Linked DNA regions of Mus musculus: region 2 is linked to region 1. Evidence: chromatin contacts called from public promoter capture Hi-C data. All regions are on one chromosome and are shown on one strand. Each heading gives the region's core, a stretch centred on a gene start, on an enhancer-like site or on the middle of the called end of the contact. The rest is flanking DNA. Distances are from core to core; before and after follow the strand shown. Region 1 holds the start of Rgl3 (ral guanine nucleotide dissociation stimulator-like 3). Region 2 holds the start of Cnn1 (calponin 1).

Region 1 (7,521 bases), core at 4,079-6,578:
GATCCTTCCCAGACGCCATGGTTTTATATGACTTTTCCTGGGAAGGTGGTATTTCCTAGTCCCACATAAAACACTGCCCACCGACAGGTGGGTAGATGCATGCTTTTAATCTCAGTGTTTGGAGGCCAAGGCAGGAGCTCAGTGAGTTCCAGGCCGGGGCAGCCAGGGACCACTCCACAAAGACCAACTTGGCTAGCACTAGGTTTGTTGGCTTCCTCGCACAACATGACTGAGGCACTACTGGCATGAAAGCCACATGCATCTCTAGGGTTCCGTTCATCAGTGTCACCTTAGTCTTACTTAGGGTTTCCATTGCTGTGAACCGACACCATGACCAAGGCAACTCTTCTGAAGGACACTTAATCAGGGCTGGCCTAAAGGTGCAGAGGTTCAGGCCATTATCATCAAGGCAGGAGCATGGCAGCATCCAGGCTGGCACGGTGCTGGAAGAAAAGCTGAGATTTCTACATCTTGTCCTGATGGCAACCAGGAGAAGACTGGCATCCTCAGGCAGCTAGAAGGAGGGTGTCAAAGCCCACCCCACAGTGACACACTTGATCCAACAAGGCCACACCTATTCCAACAAAACCACACCTCATAACAGTGCCAAGCAGTCAAACACATGAGCCTGTGGGGGCCAAACCTATTCACACCACCACGCCCATTCATTGTAACATGGGGAGGAGCCTTATGAATCTTGTTTCTTCTTTCTTTTGGCGGGGGGTGGTTTCGAGACAGGGTTTCTCTGTATAGCCCTGGCTGTCCTGGAACTCACTCTGAAGTTTCTTCAGAGAAGAAACTCAGCGGCCTCGAACTCAGAAATCTGCCTGCCTCTGCCTCCCAAGTGCTGGGATTAAAGGCGTGTACCACCACTGCCCAGTACGTGAATCTTGTTTCTTGAGCATTGTAAGTTTCATGAACTTCCTGAGCCTTAAGCCTCCTCCTTCCTCTACTGGGGAGTGTTTCAATTAAGAGAAAATAGTTCTGGAATACCAAGGGCTCAAGGGACCCTAGTCAGAATCTAATTCTCTTTAAGTCTTTCCTGGCAATCACATTGCTGTTGTGCCCGCTGCTCCTCTTATAGCCTGGATAGATATCAGGTGCCCTGTCTGTCCTCTAGAACCAGCTGCAGTATCTGGAGGAGTCTGCGATCAGAGATCGCAAGAAGCGCGAGCATTACATAACTGACTGCAAGAAGCGGGCAGAAGAGAAGAAACTTCAGACAGAGCGTATGGAGCGCAAGGTGTGCACATCTAAGGGTGTAGGGCTTTGCCAGCTCAAACCAGAGGGTCCCAGCCCTCACCTGGTACACACATCCTGACCTAGAGACTTCCCAACCATGCCAGTTGTCCTAACCCCAACCCCTCCCTTACTCTGCCCCCATTTGACCCAATGATTCCTCTCACAATCTCACCTCAGCCTCTTTCCTGGGATAGGCCGTGGCCTCCAGATCTGCCCTGGACTATCTGACCCTATACTCATCCTTCCCATTTAATTTAGGCCCTTTTGTTCTACATCTGAGTGGGGGGTCTAGCCCATCCCCTCCGGAGACTACTCCCTTCTACCATCCTGCCTTCTTACCCTGGTTCTGAAACCACCTATCTGACTCCTACCTGGACGCCTGTATCTAGTCCCAAGCCTTTGTCCTGTTCCCCACCATCTAAGCTAAGCGAGCTCCTCTCCTGGCCTCTGCCCCAAGGCCTTATCTAGAGCTGATTTTGACGGTGCCCTTGACTGTCCCCCACCCTCAAAGCAGACCCACCGAGACCACGTATTGCTGCAGTCAGAAGATACAATACAGGACCACCAGCGCCACAGGGAGGAGGAGCTGAGGCAGCGCTGGAGCATGTACCAGATGGAAGTGATGTTTGGCAAGGTCAAGGATGCCACTGGAGTAGCTGAATCGCATGTGAGTGCCTCGGGCTTGCACCAGGCAAGCAAAGGCTCCTCTCTGCTTAAAGGTGTCCTCTCCTGTCTGTTCCAGCTCCAGCTCCCGTAGAGCTGTCCACATTAGCCCTCGCTTACTTCCACTCCTCCCCTGAGCTGACTTCTTTGGTATGTCAGTCCTGGGTGTTTTATTTGTCAGGTTCTGTTTCTCAGACCATGGTGGAATCAGGGCCTGTTCTGTGCCCTACTTTTGGTAAGAGCGGCTTTGCTTTCCAAGACCTTGTGTGTCTCTGGTGCCTGTCCTGCTTCAGAACAGCACACACCCCCTGCCCCCAACCCACCCCAGTCAGTTTCTCCAGTTTAGGTTCTCTGCTGCTCCTCAAAGGGGTTAATCACCAGGAGGGCCAGGACTCTGACCTTTGTGATCAGCTGTCCAAGGTCCCTTTGCAGAAATGGGTCTAGAGCCGGTGAGATGGCTTGATGGGTAAACATGATTGCCCAAGCCTGGCAACCTGAGTGCCATCCCTGGGCCCCAAGCTGGAAAGTGAGCGCTTTCTGAAATCCACATGTGCACCTTGGCACATGCATATGCAAACGGCTGGGAGGGCTGATGGAGCTCTAGAGACACAATGTCTTTGCCCGATCTGAACTTGCTGGCACAGTCATTTTTGAATAGAGAATATTCACTGCTGTGCTGCCTTCCGCATGCAGATTTTAGCTGACTCAAATATAGGTGGGAAAGGGCATGGGGCAAAGTGCAGCCTTGGAGTAGTCGGGAGACTGACCCACACTATCCTCATACATTGTTGTGTGACAGAGAGAGGACCATAGTGTCCTCGGGGCCTCCCTTGTTCCAGGCTCTGACCAGGGATGTGTGGTCCGCAGGCGGTAGTGCGCAGGTTCCTGGCCCAGGATGAGACCTTCACACAGTTGGAGAATCTCAAGAAGGACAATGAACTGGCGTTGGCGAAGTTGAAGGAGGAGAAGCAGCGGCTCCAGAGGGAGCTGGAGAACCTCAAGTACTCGGGGGATGCTACGCTGGTGAGGTGAGGCTTCGGTGGCTGAGGGGAGGCTACGGGGACGCTGGAGTCAGCCATTGGCAGCTGCTGAACCTCCTGGCTCCCGGCAGCCAGCGGAGGCTCCACGAAGAGATGCAAAAGACATTCAAGAAGGAGGAGCAGCGTCACAATGATGTCCACGAGAGACTGGAGCACACCTCGCGAATCCTCCAGTTGGTCAAAGATTGCTTGGAGCATTTGGCCAACAAACTGAGTCACGTAAAACTGGTAGGCCCCGCCCTTTTAAATAACCCCCATTGATGCTCCGCCCCGGGGAGGCCCCACCCCAAGGAGCTCCACCCCAATGGACACTGTCCCTGGGAGGCCCCACTGCAGAACCTCTTCCACATTGAAAGCCCTAATCCATGCCTGGCAGCCCTGCCCATGTCCTCCCAGAGCGTCAGCGCAGTTGGCATAAAGATGCCACACAAGCCATAGGCTCCCAGCCCTGTCTCCTGCCCAGAATGCAAAGTTCCACACCATGCATCGCTGTCTTGGTCCTACATTCCGGGGGAAGTCCTCTTTTGCTCAGTCTCAAACTCTGACTCTAATGGGCAACCATCAGCCCAACTCAGGTGTCCCATGTCTATGGGGCGGTGCGGCCCTGGGTGAAGAAGGTCCCACTTTGTCCACAAGAGCTCCATTTCTTCAGAAAACCACCCTCACACTGGCCTAGGTCGTGTCATTAATCTCAAAGAGACCTCCATGTAGCTCAGATTCAAAGATTCCACCCTCAAGGCTAGGTTTTCATTTTAGAGGCCCTGCCCAGTAGTGGTAGACACGCACCTCAAAGCTATGAAAGCCCACTTGTTGGGTGAATCGTGTCCCCACCTAGGTGCACGGTATCTCTCAGCTAACTTGGCCCGTCCCCACCACAGGATGATACGGTATTGGCAGGAAAGAAGTTAGACCGGGACTCAGAGGACTACGCTTACAATCTGCTGGTAGTTGTCCAGGAAAAGCTGCTGAAACTGCAGGACCAACTGGAGAGCCAGGACGTGCCTGAGTTGCTGCGACACATAGCAGACCGAGAGGTTCACACACATCCTCCGCGGCCAGTGGGGACCAAGGCAGGGGGTGGGGGTGGGGGTGGGGGAGGGAGGGTCGAAAATCAGAGAGCAGACTGACATAGGAAACAGGTGCTGAATGGGCGTGAGCTTCATAACCAGAGTAGCGAAGCCTGGACTGGGTGGATCTCAGGTGGCAGGGCCTCCGAAACCAGGCAGCGAAGGGTGGGCAGTGATCTCCACCTAGAATCCGGTAGAAACTCAATGTAAGGTGCACGGAGGTGGAACAGAGCCTCACTGCCATCCCACATCTCTCTCCGGCCTCCCCCTACCCCCCCCCCCCGCAGTTCCTGGCCACGCTAGAAGGAAAGCTGCCCCTATACAACACCCGCATCCTTCTGCCCGTCGCCAGTGTCAAGGACAAGTTCTTTGGTCAGTGTGGGCCAAAGGGGGATGAATGGGAGGGGCGCGAGGTGGCCTTAAGTCAAGGCCAAGGAGGAGGTGCATGGTGTGGCGAAGGCTGGGAAGGGAAAAAGAAACGGTCCCTCACCCTCCCCATCACCCACCCCTGCCTCTCTCTGTAGATGAAGAGGAGAGTGAGGATGATGACCGTGATGTGGTGACCCGCGCTGCCTTCAAGCTCCGTTCCCAGAAGTTAATCGAAGCCCGCAGCAAGAAGCGCAATAGGTTGCGCAGATCTTAGACTCGCAGTCAAGTCCTATCGGATGCCTCCGGGACTCTAGGGAGCCCTCCGACCCTCTGGGTCCACCTACGGGTGGTGTGTGTCTGGGAGCCCCGGAGGCTCCTTCAAGGGCTTGGAGGAAGCTCAAGCAGGGAGCACCGCAGGCCAGCAGCGCCCGGAGGAGAGAAAAGGCCGAGCCAGAAGTTCCCACAGTAAATCTCTCGAGGCGGGTTGGTGCCCGCCTCGGAATCGCGCAATAAAGGTCACTGAACAACCCCCTGGGTATTCACCTCTTTTTGACCCTGCACCGCCCCCAAAAGGCTGCCCCCACAAAATGCAGGGCCACAGACACTTCGCGGCTTCTAGCCTGAGATGGCATGGCTTCCATCACCTATGGTACAGATTCAGTGTGCCCTCCTTCTCCTCCAGACATAGGAGACACCCTCGACACCTGGGATTGATCAACCCCAACCTAGTATAAAGCACTTCCCTCCCAGGGACACAGACCTGTTGTCGTGTCCCCTGCACCCATATGTCTGAGTGACAGATTGACCCGCACTTCTGGGAAGGAACGGGACTTCTAGGCTAGCCTGGGTGCGGGGATGGGGTCCGGCTGGGGACCTCTGGAATTGTGGGACCGCCTTGCCCAGCCCCGCCCCACGACTGGACGCTCGGCTGCCCCGCCCCACTGCCCGCTGGCCCTTCCGCTTCACTCAGCGGCGCCAGGGAGCAGGACGGGCACCGGGGCCATGGAGAGGACAGCGGGCAAAGAGCTGGCCCTGGTAAGAGGAAGCTGGGGATCCTCGGACCCCACGTCCCTAGTGTACCCCCAGATTCAGAAACTCCAGGCGACCGCCCCTCGTTTTCTAATCTTTCTGCAAAATGGATGTGCCTTGGAGTCCCCATTTGGGGATTCAGAGTTCCTGACCCCGTGAAGCGGCTAGTTTGGGGGATGGGGACGGGGGTCTGAGGAATCTCAGGAGGAGGTGACAGATTCTTTGTGACATTGGACTCTGGGATATCCCCAAATGATACTCCATCCACTCAAGACCTGGGAGAAGGGTATCCGTGGCGAAGACCTGGGATCCCACCCCGAGTCTTGAATACTCTGTTCGGGAAAGTGGGCCAAACATAAAGGCAGGGGGCTGAAGCCGGAGGGACTTCCCTGAGCCCGCCTCCACATCCAGGCGCCGCTGCAGGACTGGGGCGAGGAGACCGAGGATGGCGCCGTGTACAGCGTCTCCCTGCGGCGGCAGCGCAGCCAGCGCTCGACCCCAGAGAGGTCTGGAGAAGGCCAGGTGAGGAAGGGACTGAGGCGAGCAAGTGAGGGCGGACTCAGCTCAGGGGCCTGGGAGTTGGGAGGAGAGGGGGAAGCTGGAGAGCTGAGGGTGAGCCTCCCTAGAACTACGGGGCCAGGAGGAAGGGCGGAGCTAAGAGGCGACCAGGTGTGTGGAAAGGGCCTGGGGGCGGCCAGGTGACTTGGTTTGAATCCAGGAAACGGGGTGGGGCCAGGTGATAGCGCTCCCCCCAAAGGCGAAACTGACCGGCAGGGTGCAGGAAAGCAGAACGGAGGAGCGGCCAGGTGGTGATGGGTGGGACTCAGGCTTGGCCAGTGAAGCTTGGCTGCAAAACTGCCTGAAGCCTGGGGTGGCGGGGTGAGGAGGGCACAGAGGGAAGTGCTAGAGTAGTGGGGTGTCCTGCGGGGTTGATGTGAGCATTGCATGATTGGTGTATATTTAGGGAGTCTCGGAGTTTCAGAAAAGGACACAGTCACACCCCCCCAAAAAAAGTGCCAGAGATGGGTATAATTGGAAACAAGGTGCTTGGAACGCTCCTCACCTTATTTCATTCACTGCCCCACTCCCCCGCAGACCCCCATCCCGGCTACCGACACCTTCCTTCATTACCGAACCAGCAAGGTGCGGGCGCTGAGGGCCGCCCGACTGGAGCGGCTGGTGCATGAGTTGGTGTCCGGAGACCGCGAGCAGGATCCTGGCTTCGTGCCTGCCTTCCTGGCCACCCACCGGGCCTTTGTACCCACAGCCCGCGTTTTGGGTTTTCTGCTACCCCCGCCACCGCCGCCGCCACCACCTCCTGCTGGGTCAGTCATTTTCAGGAGACCCGCATGTCCCCATCCCCAGAACCCCATCTACCTGCGCACACACACATACACCTCAAATTTAGAACCGAGGTCCTAACGCCCTATAGCTCTGTTCCCATCTGATAGAGGCTTTCTTCCCAGGGTAGACAGCAAGAGGACAGAGGGACAAGATCTGAACTTCAGCAAGAACCTGAGGTCGGTTTCCATTCCCGTCCACACCCTCGACCCAAGGGAGCGTGGGGGAGGGATCTCAAGGTCGGGTCTGACGACTGCAAGGTTGGGAACGTTTAGATCCTTGGACTCAATTTTGAGCCACACACCCCTCTGTTCAGGGCTGTAGTTTCGGTGCTGGGTTCTTGGCTGCGAAATCATCCTCAGGACTTCCGGGATCCCCCTGATCATCAGAACCTAGGCAATGTCCGAATCTTTTTGGGCTGGGCAGCCCCAGGAGGGGCAGAAGCCAGGGAAGCAGAGAAACTTCTAGAAGATTTCTTGAAGGAGGCTAAGGGAGAGCAGACAGAGGAGGAAAAGCGACTGGCTTGGTCAGGTAAGGGACAGTCAATTCAGGTGACATTCTGAGAGAATACCACCTGCCCAGCTCCAAATGACAGACCCCGAATACATTTTATTTATTTATTTTGGTGCTTGGGAATAAACTCAGACTTTTGTGCAAACGTTATACCCCTGAGCCACACCCCCCAGCTCTTGGACAAAACTCTCTTCCCTCCCTCCCTCCCTCCCTCCCTCCCTCCCTCCCTCCCTCCCTCCCTCTCTCCCTCCCTTCCT
Region 2 (7,264 bases), core at 306-2,805, 110 kb before region 1:
AACTTGGGTCTTAGCTTCCCCTGACCCAGCCCTCCCCACTCTCCTGTTGGAAGGGGAAATGCCTTACACTGGGGGTGGGGAGGAACCCTAAGAAGAAGCCCCCCCCTCCCCACCGCGTTGCTCAATCCCTCCATGTTCTCCCAGGTCATTGTGCATACAATCTCTAGTTAGAAATGAGAGCATCTTGTCACCCTCCAAACCCTTGACTGTCTATGTTTCTTTAGGTCTGTCCTCAGTCCCACTTGGTCTCTCGTTGTTTTCCAACTCTCTATATTATCTTTCACTCAGTCTTGAGGGTCCCATGTCTGAAGAACTGTGGGACCCATGGCTTTTTTTTTTTTTTAGCTTCAGCTCTTATCCCATCTTCCCGGGTAGGGGTGGGATTCTGCACACTCTTTCTCAACCTCTTAGCTCTTATCTCCCTCCTGGCTTGCTCTCCTGTCTCCTGTCTCCAGTCTCCAAGACTGCTTCAAGTCCTTTCTGCAATCCTTCTGCATGCTAGCCTCCCAGACCCTGGTGGCGGTGAGATAGAGGGATGCTTCACTTCTGCATGGGGAGAGGAGGGATGCAGCCCCTTACCTGGCCCCAGCCCTGCTGCCCCCCTCCTCACCAGCCCGGCTTTATAAAGCAAACCGGCCCTTATATAGCGCGGGCCCGGGCTGCCCAAGGCCGCCTTATAAGGCGCGGCGGCTCCTCTGCGACTCTGGGGCCGGCGCTGGGGGGAGGGGGCGGCGCTGCCATCAGTCTCTGGCAGAGCACCCGCCCCCACACTCCCTGAACTCCAGCCCCTAGGATACCCTAACCGGATCCAGGTCCCAATCCCTGCTCCTCGCCCTGGAAAGAAAGTGCCTCAGTGTTCCCTTCTGTCAAATGGGACTGTCTCTCTCCCTCCGTGCAGTCCCCTGTCCTGAGAGGCTTGCCCACCTAGTTGTGGAGACGGTTTAAAGCTTTGCACTTGCCTTACCTGGCGCCCTAGATCCTTGTTTCTCCTTTCTAAGCCTCAGTTTACCCATCCATGACAGGAAGATGCTATCTCTCAATATCTTTTAGCTCTGCAGACCGGCAGAGTTTTGTTTTGTTTTTTGGTTTTTTTTTTTAAAGCTAGGGATCTGTCCCTTCTCCTTACATCCCTCCCAGGAACAAGAAGATTGACCAAGGAGTCTGAGCAGGTGCGGAAGCTTTGCAGCACTCTGATTATTTCTATGTATAGATCATGGGGTCCCCTCACTTCACCCCTGAAGCAACTGAGGGCTCTGGGGTGTTGAAAGGACAGAAAAACAGCCCCTACCGTTAACTTCTCAGGTCTTAGGACACGTGACACAGGTAGGAGGGATTTTGGGGAACAGGGCTCTGTCCCGGCGGGGTGTTTGTCAGTCCTTCCAGCCTTACCTTGTTCTTTACTTCAGCAGACAAGCCGTAGGCAGGACCTCGGTTAAAATGTGCAGAAGACATGCTGGCCAGGGGGCTCTGGCAAAGCAGAGGTGCAGATGACACAGACAAGCGCAACAGGCAGCCGAGCCTCCGTCTGCACCCTCTTCCCTCCTCACACGTTTTTGAAGCTCCAGAAGCCAGCCCTGGGCTCTTCCAAGCCTGTCCCATTGGCCACGGGGGCTGCCAAGAGGCGTGGCACCCCACACATACTCTGGCCACCCCCACCTCCTGATGTCAGAGCCTTGGTATTGGGAGCTGACTGTGTCATTGTTTCCACCTAGGGGGCTGAATGCCTTATTCTGGGAGAGGGGTTCTCATACAGCCCACCCCTTTTCCACCCTTCTCCCCATGCCAACTGTCCCGTCTCTGAGACTCCTTATCTCAGAGGTCATTGATCTCCTTCTTCAGTCCCAAGACAGAACCGCTGCACCCCCACCCAAGCCCCTAGCATAGCAAGATGATCTGACAGACCTCCATTCACCAACCCTCTACACAGAGCCTTCCCCTCTATGGGACCCTATTGCCAAATCTCTAGAGGGGCTAACAACTGTGCTTGCCTCACAAGGGTGCAGTAAAGGGCAGGGAGGAAATGTCACCTCCAGGGTGCCCAGTATGAAAGCTGGCACAAAGGAGAACTTCAGCAAAGCTTTATTTCTTTGAAGAATCTAGTACCCAGTTCTGTCCTCTCCAGTCACTCATAAGGAATTGGAACAGCAAAGAACCTAGATCTAAGCTCGTAGATGACCCGTGCCTGCAATCCTAGCACTTGAGAACCTGAAGCAAAAGGATGCCTGAGAGTTTGGGGCCAGCCTGGGCTACACAGAATTCCAGCACAGCCTGGCCTTGAGACTGACTCTCTCTCTCTCTCTCTCTCTCTCTCTCTCTCTCACACACACACACACACACACACACACACACACACACACACACACATTAGTTTAAAATGGTAAGGTGTTTACCAACAAGTTTGATGTCTAGAGTTTGAACTCCGGGACTCAATAGAATGAGAGAACAAGCCACACATGCACGCACACACACACACACACACACACACACACATGTAATGAGACATTTTTAAAGGGTGAGGCTAGGACATAGATTTGTTAGTAGAGCATTTCCATCCACAAACCCTAGGCTCAATCCCCAGGACCACATAAACCAAGCCTGGTAATTTGTGTGTGTAATCCCAGCACCCAGGAGGAATAGGCAGGATGCTCAGAAGTACAAGGTCATCCTTAGCTACATGAGTTCAAGACCAGTCTGGGCTATTTGAAATGAAAAAACAAACAAGGAAATATCCTGGATCTGGTTCCAATATCCATTCACTGGCCACCTGAGCCCCTGGGGCCAGGTTAACAGGTCTTGGGCCACGAACACGCCCCTATCTCTATCCAAATCAGGCTGGTCTGTAAGTACAGATCTAGACAGCTCTCATCTGGACCATGGAGTTGGATGCTCCACCCACATCATGTCAAGGACATGACATCAGTCTTCTATGCATTAATGGCACTTTAGAACCTGCAATTTGTTGGCCATATATAAAGGGCACATCTGGCAAGGCATGGAGGGCCACACCATTAATCCCAGCACTCAGGAGGCAGAGGCAGGCAGATCACAGGGAGTTCCAGACAAGCCAAAGTTGCATGGCAAGACCCTGTCTCAACAATAATAAATAATAATAAGTTTGGTTTTTGGTATGGGTTGGGGACACATGTCAGTGGACAAGCCTCAGTGACAAGCCCTTACCCAGCATGTGACAATCTTCAAGTATAACTCACTGTCCACTGCAAGCAAACAGTGTAGACTGAAGATGCTTCCAGATGCTGAACAGATCAGTGAACAGAAGGGCTGATGAGGTGGCCTGGCAGGTGAAGGAACTTGCCACCAAGCCTGACTACCTGAGTTTGATTTCTGGGACCTCCATGATGGAAGGAGAAATCTGAAAGTTGTTCCCTGACCTCCACATATGTATGAACACACATACACACACACACACATACACACACACACACACACACACACACACAGAGTGAAATACAAGTGTTTATTCTAACATTTCTAGGTGGTGAGTGAGACAATGTCTAATGTGGCTCAGGCTGATATCAAACTTGCAATCTAGCCAATGATGACCTTGAACTCCTGATTCTCCTTCCTCAACTCCCAGCCCTGACATGTCCATCATGGACAACCACACCCAGGCACGCTGTCAACCAGTCCCCCACCACTCCTCCTCCCTGCTCCCCCTTTTTATATTAGATTGTCTTTCTCTCCCCAGTTGGCCCCATGTCTGCTTTCACACCATATAGAATATTAAACAAACAAACACACAAAACTTCTCAGGCTGGGGAGCTGGCTCCGTGGCTAAGAGCACACTGTTCTTGCAGAGGGCCTGAACTCAGTTCCTGGCTCCCGTATCCGGTGGCTCACAATCTCTTGTAACTCCAGATTCAGGGGATCTGATACACTGGCCTGGCCTTTAAGGGCACTGCACACACAAACATAGACACAGAAAAAAGAAAACCTTGTTTGAGACACGGTCTCACTAAATTCCCAGGCTGGACTTGAACTAGAATCTGCCTCTCTCTACCTTCTATGTAGCTGGGATTACAGGCATGCATTGTCTAATCTGTGACCATATAGCCTGCTCGATACTCACTGCACCTCTACAACCAATGCTATTATCAATGCTGTTATCATGGGCTCTCTCTCTCTCTCTATATATATATAGTATATGTATATATATATATATATATATCTTTGTATGTATATATGTATATATATATAATTTGTGAGTACACACACACACACACACACACACACACACACACACACACACAGGCCTGACAGGGCTACACAGTGAGAGTCTGGACAGGAGGAAGAGAAGGAGAGAGGGAGTGGGAAAGGAGAGACAGAGACAGAAACAGAGACAAAGATAGCAAGAGAGTGAGAGACAGACAGACAGACCCATTGGGCTAAGCATCAAATAACGTAGCAACCCGTGCCTCCCAACAGCCCTAAGGAGGAACAGAGAAGTGTAGTCGGTTGTACAGGTCATACAGCCTGAAGGAAGTAGAGTGGAATTTGAATTAATTCATAACCAAAAGCTTCTTCCACCAAGAGAGCTATTGCTACAGCAAGGTCTGGTACCCCCTGGTGGCCAGGGCACTGCGCCGAGGCGAGCGGCTGACGTCAGCGCTGACTCACTCGCGGGGCTCCCGAGTCCGCCGCGGCTTGGCCATTTATAGAATCCCTGGGAGCTCTGAAGTCAGAGCGCAGGCACGGCCGGCCGAGGGGGCAGTGGGTGGGGAGCCCGGGTACCCCAGGGGCGGTGCTCTATGGGCCTCCCTTGGCATCCTGATCCTGGAGTTCGTCGCTGGTCCCATCCTAGTCTCAGACCACCTAACCACAGGCCCACAGTGCCTGTTTCCCACTCCTACAAGAAACGCGGGAATCTTTCAAGTTTGCCGATATACAGCTGTGAGGTTAGCACTCGGAGGTGGAGCAGGGGCATCAGGAGTTCAGGTCAACATGGACTACAGACTGAGTTCCAGGCTAGCCTGGGCTACATGATAACCTGTCTCAAAACAAAACAAAAAATTTAATTAATAACTTTTTTTAAGCCGGGCATGGTGGCGCATGCCTTTAATCCCAGCACTCGGGAGGCAGAGGCAGGCAGATTTCTGAGTTCGAGGCCAGCCTGGTCTACAAAGTGAGTTCCAGGACAGCCAGGGCTATACAGAGAAACCCTGTCTCGAAAAACAAAACAAAGCAAAACAAAAAACAAACAAACAAACAAAACTTTTTAAATAAGCCAGGCAGTGGTGGTGCACATCAGCAGGCAGATCTCTGAATTCAAGGTCTACAAAGCAAGTTACAGGACAGCGAGGGCTACACAGAGAAACCCTGTGTCAAAAAATAAAAAGTTAAATAAATAAATATTAAACAAACAAACAAACAAATAGGAAAGAAGGAAAGGTAAAACTGGTGTTTCCCTAAGCTTGAGGGGACTCCCTAAAACACTTCCCCACACATTTCAATACCTTTGTATGTTGGCATGAGTGATTAAACTCCACTACACCAGTTTTTCTTGGCAGCCCTCTCTTAAAGAAATGTTCAACATCCTTAGTCACCAGGGAAATGCAAATCAAAACGACTCTGAGATTCCACCTTACACCTGTCAGAATAGCTAAGATCAAAAACTCAGGTGACAGCAGATGCTGGCGAGGATGTGGAGCAAGAGGAACACTCCTCCATTGCTGGTGGATTGCAAACTTATATAGCCACTTTGGAAGCCAATTTGGCAGTTTCTCAGAAAACTGGGAATAGTTCTACATCAAGACCCAGCTATACCACTGATGGGCATATACCCAAAAGATGCTTAACCATACGACGAGGACTCAACTATGTTCATAGTAGCTTTATTTGTAATGGAGACTGGAAACAACACAGATGTCCCTCAAACGAAGAACAGATAAAGAAAATGTGGTACATTTACACAATGGAATATTATGACATAGCTATTAAAAACAATGACATCATGAAATTTTCAGGCAAATGGATGGAGCTTGAGAATATCATCCTGAGTGAGGTAACCCAGACTCAGAAAGACAAACATGGAATGTACTCACTTGTAAGTGAATAGTAGCCATAAATTACAGGATAACCATGCTACAATCCAGAGACCCAAAGAAACTAAGTAACAAGGAGAGCCCATGGGGTCATGCCTGAATCCCACTCAGAAGGGGAAATAGAATAGACATCAGATGGATCAGATGGGTGGAAGGGGGGTGGGTGGGGGAGGGGCTAGGATGGGGCAGGATCAAATTGGGGGAAAATAGAGGGAGATTTCATCCCTAAACACAAGAGCAGTGGAAGATCCGGGTTGCCTGGCAGTGGTGATACATGCCTTTAACCCCAGCACTTGGGAGGCAGGCAGGCGGATTTCTGAGTTCAAGGCCAGCCTGGTCTACAGAGTGAGTTCCAGGACAGCCAGGGCTACACAGAGAAACCCTGTCTCGAAAAATCAAAAAAAAAGAAAAAGAAAAAAAGGATGGAAGGAAGGAAGGAAGGGAGGGAGGGAGGGAGGGAGGGAGGGAGGGAGGGAGGGAGGGAGAGAGAGAGAGAGAGAGAGAGAGAGAGGAAGAAGAAGAAGAAGAAGAAGAAGAAGAAGAAGAAGAAGAAGAAGAAGAAGAAGAAGAAGAAGAAGAAGAAGAAGAAGAAGAAGAGAAGAGAAAAAGATGCGGGTCTCACATTCTCCCACTGCATGCAGCCTCCGCTGCAGCCAGACAGAGATGGTAAGTGCAGAACTCCTCACCGTTTGCTCTCTCTGGGGCTGCGGTGGTTTGCATGAGGATGTCCCGCCTCCCCCATCCATCTGCTGATACATTTGAATGTTTGGTCCTTAGTTGGTGGGCTATTTAGGAAGGACTAGGAGGCATGGCCTTGTTGGAGATGTGTCCTTAGATGTGGGTTCAAAAGTCCATGTCAGACTTTGTCCCTCTGACTCCAACTTTTGGGTCAGATATGAGCACTCAGCTGCTGCTCCAGCATCATGTTTGCCTGTCTGCCGCCGAGCTCCCACCATGCTCCCGCCATACTCCCGCCATGCTGGTCATGGCCTCACCCTGTGAGACTGTAAGCAAGCTCCGCAAGTAAATGCTCTCTTTTATAAGTTGCCTTGCATGGTGTCTCTTCACAGCAATAAAACCGCTACTAAGATGAGGACGTGAGCCAATGCTTCCTGGCTTCCTGGCCTTAGACAGGTTGACTTTATTCTGGATTGCCTTTAAAAAAAAATACATGTCTCAGGTAGCTGATTAAGAAGTCAATGTGG

The links. Promoter capture Hi-C pulls out the DNA fragments that hold promoters and counts their contacts.
Region 2: a contact with region 1 is called in a promoter capture Hi-C map of embryonic stem cells, with 2.5 times the contacts expected there. The contact joins the promoter of Cnn1 here to the promoter of Rgl3 in region 1. A contact is called at or near these places in 7 of 39 promoter capture datasets (the HPC-7 cell line, HPC-7-derived erythroid cells, cranial neural crest and 3 more), 1 of 484 Hi-C or Micro-C datasets (natural killer cells), 17 of 115 datasets of contacts at active chromatin or transcription factors (the NIH/3T3 cell line, the SCID.adh cell line, bone marrow-derived macrophages and 8 more) and 3 of 9 other capture datasets (adipose tissue, liver and pancreatic islet).

The regions. Positions count from the first base shown.
Region 1 is chr9:21,987,260-21,994,780 of GRCm38.p6, reverse strand. It overlaps Rgl3 (ral guanine nucleotide dissociation stimulator-like 3), which reads left to right and starts at 5,328. Exons shown (of 19, transcript NM_023622.4): 1 at 5,328-5,416; 2 at 5,822-5,932; 3 at 6,506-6,735; 4 at 6,877-6,930; 5 at 7,068-7,282. The coding sequence starts at 5,384. It overlaps Ccdc151 (coiled-coil domain containing 151), which reads left to right. Exons shown (of 13, transcript NM_029939.3): 7 at 1,121-1,243; 8 at 1,757-1,909; 9 at 2,773-2,933; 10 at 3,017-3,173; 11 at 3,824-3,979; 12 at 4,300-4,384; 13 at 4,537-4,910. The coding sequence ends at 4,655. Gm36414 (a long non-coding RNA gene) reads right to left here and starts at 5,285. Exons shown (of 2, transcript XR_379185.4): 1 at 5,142-5,285; 2 at 4,073-4,195.
Region 2 is chr9:22,093,544-22,100,807 of GRCm38.p6, reverse strand. Cnn1 (calponin 1) reads right to left here and starts at 1,555. Exons shown (of 7, transcript NM_009922.4): 1 at 1,390-1,555. The coding sequence starts at 1,452.